2 separate regions of the Rattus norvegicus genome follow, and region 1 is linked to region 2. Evidence: chromatin contacts called from public Hi-C data. All regions are on one chromosome and are shown on one strand. Each heading gives the region's core, a stretch centred on a gene start, on an enhancer-like site or on the middle of the called end of the contact. The rest is flanking DNA. Distances are from core to core; before and after follow the strand shown.

Region 1 (2,700 bases), core at 92-2,591, 35 kb after region 2:
TTAAGTCTCACCAAGAGAAACTTTAGCCATTTTCTCCCTTTTTTTGGTTACTGATTTTCTGCTCAGGATTAATGGTCTCTGAATACTGTATCTTCAGGAGATTTCTGAAAATTTTCTCACTTTTACAATCAAGCCTAGATCCACTCTAAGGGGAAGGTGAAGAAAGAAACTGCCCTTGGAGACAAAAAGGAGCCTTTGTGAGTTCAGGCTGTTTGTCTTTTCATGTCATCCTATGTGAGACCTAACATTTTGGGAAAATCTCACAACAAGGAAGATTTTTTGAAGCCTCCTGTTGTTTGCCAGAAAGTGTCCTCATCCCAGCCTTAAATAGTTTTCCTTGGTTCAGACTTCTGTGTCAGATGAGCTAATGCCTTGCGTACTTATGCCTGTTGTGTCTACAAAAAGGACATGGCACTTTAAAAATATAATATTTTACATTTTTTGGAGAATTTTATATACAATGTATTTCAGTTATACATATCCCCAACTTCTCCTTCCAATCCCTCTTGGTCATTTTTTCCCCCTCACTTTTGGTTACGAGTGAAGTTTTATTGACTACACTCTGTTCCATTTTTCCCTCCACAGCAGTATACTAACACTTAACCACGGAGGCCAGAAGACAGCATCGCCTCCCCTGGGGGGAAGGTTAAAGCCATTTGTGTGCTGCCATGTGGGTCCTGAGAAAAAACCACCCTCCACAAGAACAGCCAGTGCTCATAACTGCTAAACTATCTCTCCCGCAGCACTGCATACACTGACTCCTAGCGTGTTAACTCTCCATCTAAAAATGCAGCTCCCTTTTCTTATAGGTTGTTGGCCCCAGAGATTCCCATGTGTGTGGCGGTAAGACTTGTGGTCCTTTTTCTCATGAAGATCCTAGATGGGAAGTTGCTCCTGCAAGCTGGTTTGTATGTAGGTTAAGCTGGGACCCGATAAGAGGAAGATAATTTTAACCTATAAAGGGCTTGTGTATGGGAAGAAGAGTGGAGCCTGGGGAGATAAGAACAGGTCTAGGCTGGATCTTTCTAACCTTAGACCACCCAAGTGTGCAGGAACCACAGGCCAGGAGCCGGCGCTATGCCTCCGTTCACTGAGTAGCACAACTCTACACGCCCTCATAGCTGAAGTTCTCCAACTTTTCCTCCAGAGGGGAGAGGAAGGGTGTTATGAAGTTTAAAAGGGAAGTCCCGCCCCCTTCCCGGTTTCCGATTGGTTTGGACCGACCCCACCCCAGCCAGGCGACGGGCCCAATTGGCTGCCGGAGGGACGGGGTTGAGCGTAGCCCCCGGGGCCCCCAGGTGGCAGGTGGGGCGGGCCCCGCGCGCGCCCGGGCGTCAGCAGCTCCGGCTCTTGCCCTCGCAGCCCGCAACCTGGTGGGGACCCGGACCCTTCAGAGCCGCGGCCATGAAGAGCCTCAAGTCCCGGCTGTGGAGGCAGGACGCGCCCGGTCCCACGTCACCCACATCTCCCACCGCGGTGACCAGTTCGGTGAGCAGCTCTTGAGGAGGGGACCTCGGGGATCCTCTCCTCTCTCTTGCGCCTCTCATAGCAGATCAGAACTTCTCGGAGAAGTCCTGCGTCCCCTTCTCACTTTGGCCTTTGCGGAGTACCCTATTCCCACCCCTTTCCTCCGGGAGACCCCCTCTCTGTCTTCCCGTGGTGCCATCCCGCTCTTCGCTTGTCCGGTCGCGCTGGGCGCCCGGGATACCGGGCCAGGTAGCTCCCGTCTTCCACCCGGTGCCGCCCGCGCCGCCTGTGCGGACTCCGGACCCACCATTCTCCGCGGCTTTCAGGCGTGCCAGAGTTGGGAGAGACGTTGTGTGTCCTCCGCTGAGACTGTCACAGGGGAAGTCTGGTTCTTAGCCAGGCTGGGCAAGAATAGGGATCTCTCGAATACAGACAAAGCCCCGCTTGTGTTTGACCCTGGAGTTGGCGAAGTCGGGAAGGTGATTGTCCTGTTGGCAGAGTAAATCCCACCTGTGGGGCAGGTGGGTGCGGAACATGGGTGCCGAGCTGAAGCCTGGCCTCCGTGTGCGAGCGGAGAGAAGTGGAGTTGTAAGGCTTCTCTGTAAATTGGCAGAGAGAACAGAAATCTTGGGAAACATCCTGACTGCAGATGTTGGAACTTGGATAGTTTGGCAGGTTAGAATGGCCGTCTCATCATAATTCTGTTATTAAGGAAGTTCTATTTTAAAAGTCTTTCAGAGTCAAATACAGAGGAAATGGAATGTGCAAATTGCCCGATGTTCCTAATTAAAAAGGACCTTTATAATTTTGTGCAGCTTTCAGCTAGGGGTTATATGCTTTTTATGAGATACAAATTCATTTGTGCCTGGTTTTGAACTAATTCAGATCAGTGTCTGTCTAAAGGATTACTTTTACTAGTAGTTTAGTTGGCCTTCAAGGGAACTGGAGAAACTAGACTTAAAAAAAGGGGGGGGGGGTTGGGGATTTAGCTCAGTGGTAGAGCGCTTGCCTAGGAAGCACAAGGCCCTGGCTTCGGTCCCCAGCTCCGAAAAAAAGAACCAAAAAAAAAAAAAAAAAAAAAAAAAAAGGAAAAATGTTTTGGAGTCTGGGTGTGGCGATGCTTGTCTGTAATCCCAGCATTTGGGTGGCAGAGGCTGGAGGATCACAAATTCAAGGCCAGCCTGGGAGTTGAAGTCCAGCCTAGGTTATATGAAAACGTAATTCAAAAACGTG
Region 2 (2,700 bases), core at 98-2,597:
TCCTGATTCAAAACCACACGGGCTCTCCACTTCTTCGAGCCTGAGTCCAAATTCTTGGCGTATGTGGAAATACTCCACAGCTGGCCCAGTGTGACTCCACCTCTGGTCTCGTGGTTGGTCCGTGTGCTTCCGTCCCAGGTTTCCAGCTCTTGTTCTTTCCCTACAGTTCTCAGCCACCCCCTCTCTGTCCCCTACATGCTAAGAATAAATACATCTATATTGACCCTAATGGTTTAGAACCATCTTATCGTTCTGTTTTCCTACCTTTTTGCTGGATTGGTTGTGTTTACAGGCACTTACTTGGGTTTATTTTCTCCCATCCCAGCCCTAACCAGGACCAGTCTGGCTTTGCTTTGGGGATTGGAAGACAGTGGGTACATTTAGGTGGTATGCAGATGTGTGTTTAATTTGGAAGCAAGTGGCTTTCTCTGTGATTCTCTCTCTCTCTCTCTCTCTCTCTCTCTCTCTCTCTCTCTCTCTCTCTCTTTCTCTCTCTCTCTCTCTCTCTCTCTCTATCTCTCTCACTCTCTCTCTCTCTCTGCCGTGTGTGTGTGTGTGTGTGTGTGTGTGTGTGTGTGTGTGATAAACAGACAGACAGACAGAGACAGAGACAGAGACAGAGAGACAGATTTTGCTCATTGTTGTCTTTGGATATGGTTGTCTCCTACAGCCTGTGAAGCAAGGCCCTGGGGGAAGGAATGAACTGGAAAGGTTGGCCGCTCACACGCTGATCTCCCAAAGCAGAGAGCACGGATCATTTAACAAGAACCCAGAATCTGGGGCAGGTGGGGGAAAGAAATACCATCTTCAGAGCCTTACCTTGTTAAAGATTCAGATTCCTGGGCCGGAGCTCCATACCTTGTAAATATAAGTCTCAGGAATAGGCCCCAGGAATCTGCCTGTTTATGAAGCACTGAGATTTGGTTGCCCCAGTGTGACACCATGACCCAGGGGCTCCGGGAGGTGGAGTCCTCCAGGCATTCGACCCCAAGTGTATACTTTCAGTGGCTGCTGTATGGCTCTTGTCAATATTTCCATCCCTTGGTGTTTCTGACACAGGCAGCACTGTCCACTTGGAGAGACCCTTTCCCCCCTCCCAGCCTGTGCTACCACACGCTTGCTCCTGGTGCCTATCTTAGTCTTTCAGCGGCTCCTTTCCACAATATATCTGGCTCCATTTCATCCACAGGCTCTTTTGCTCTTGGGATTTTCCCCAGATCCTGTCCTTGACTTTGTCCTTGGCATTCTGTCCCTGGCCGATGTTTTCCGCCCCCTACATGGCCAAGCTGATGGTGTCAAAACTGATATTTCCAGTGCAGTTGCTCTCTTTGGCCTCCTGCCTAGGCACACACTGCCCTCCTGAGCTCTCCCCAGCGTGAGGCCAGGCATCTCAAATTGCACATCTGTTTTGTGTATCTTCTCCCTTCACTTCCTGTGTCTGAAAAGAAGGCACCCACTCGGCGCTGAACTGGACACCCAAGAGTCACCCCACCCTTCCCACTCACTAGTTGCCTCACCTAGAACAAGCTGCTCGTGTCCCTCTGCCTCCGTTTCCTCATCTGAAATACGGTCACAGTGGCAGTACCCACCTCACTGGGTTGTGAGGGGTAATGCGGTTCTGTCCATAAAGTACCTAGAATGATACCTGGCATTCTGAAAGTGTATGATCAATGCCAGCTATTGATAATCATAACTCCGATACTAATAAATACTCAGTTGTTGATAATTGTGAGCACCATTGTGCTCTCTTCCTCCTCTATTGTCCGCCGACAAGGTAGCCACTAAGTCTATTTTCTATCTTCAAATTCCTTCTTCTCTGTAACCAGCCTCTCCTTCCCTCTCACCTCTGCTCCACCAATCCTCATTTTTTCCCCTCAACGAGTCCAGGTTTTACTCTCTCACCTGAATTCCTGACTCCTTTATCATCTCTGAGACTCTTTGAATGCATCAAACTACCTCTCCTTCCTTCTCACCTCTGCTCTGCCAATATGTATTTCTTCCCTCAACTAGTACAGCTTGATCTCTCACCCAGATTCCTGGATCTTTTATCACCTCTGAGACTATGTGAAAGCATCAACTGAGTTTAAATCAAGACCAACTGACTAAGTAGATGACACAGGATGAGTAACTTTTGTATGTATGTATGTATGTATGTATGTATGTATGTATGTATGACCAGTGGTCACTGGACTGAGTGTTTCCAAGTTCTTAGCATCTTATTCTGAGAATTGAAGAAATCTCTGGGATGGTCACTGTTAATTGTCAGCTTAACAGAATCTAGAATCACCCTGAAAAAGAATCTCAGTGAAGGATCGTCTAGACCAGTTGTTCTCAACCTTCCCAATGCTGCAACATCGTGGAGTAGTGACCCCCAACCATAATTATTTTCACTGATACTTCATAATTATAATTTAAAATTGTTACTGTTACAAAGTGCAAGGTAAATATCTGACACACAGGGTATCTGATATCTAACTTCTGTGAAAGGGTTGTTTGACTTCCAAAGGGATCACAAACCTACAGATTGAGAACCACTAGTCTAGATCAAGTTAGCCTGTGGGTATATCTACGGGGGGTGGGGTATCTTGATTATGTTAATTGAGGTGGGAAGATCTGTCCAATGTGGATGGCAGCATTCCCTAAGCAGAGGATTCGGAACTGTGTGAGAGTGGCATTTAGCTGAATACTAGTGTCCATGCA

The links. Hi-C and Micro-C count contacts between places; a contact is called where the count stands out from the background.
Region 1: a contact with region 2 is called in a Hi-C map of Schwann cells, with 4 times the contacts expected there. The contact joins the promoter of Uaca here to the enhancer-like site in region 2. A contact is called at or near these places in 2 of 12 Hi-C or Micro-C datasets (Schwann cells and psoas muscle).

What each region holds. Positions count from the first base shown.
Region 1 is chr8:70,153,773-70,156,472 of GRCr8, forward strand. Uaca (uveal autoantigen with coiled-coil domains and ankyrin repeats) reads left to right here and starts at 1,342. Exons shown (of 19, transcript NM_001195564.1): 1 at 1,342-1,488. The coding sequence starts at 1,405.
Region 2 is chr8:70,118,779-70,121,478 of GRCr8, forward strand. It overlaps LOC134480063 (a long non-coding RNA gene), which reads left to right. Exons shown (of 2, transcript XR_010054196.1): 1 at 1-2,700. Among named protein-coding and RNA genes, the nearest start is that of Uaca, 35 kb to the right of the region's middle. Within about 2 kb of position 1,348, at least 13 of the 93 cell types and tissues checked have an H3K27ac peak or open chromatin away from gene starts, as enhancers often do.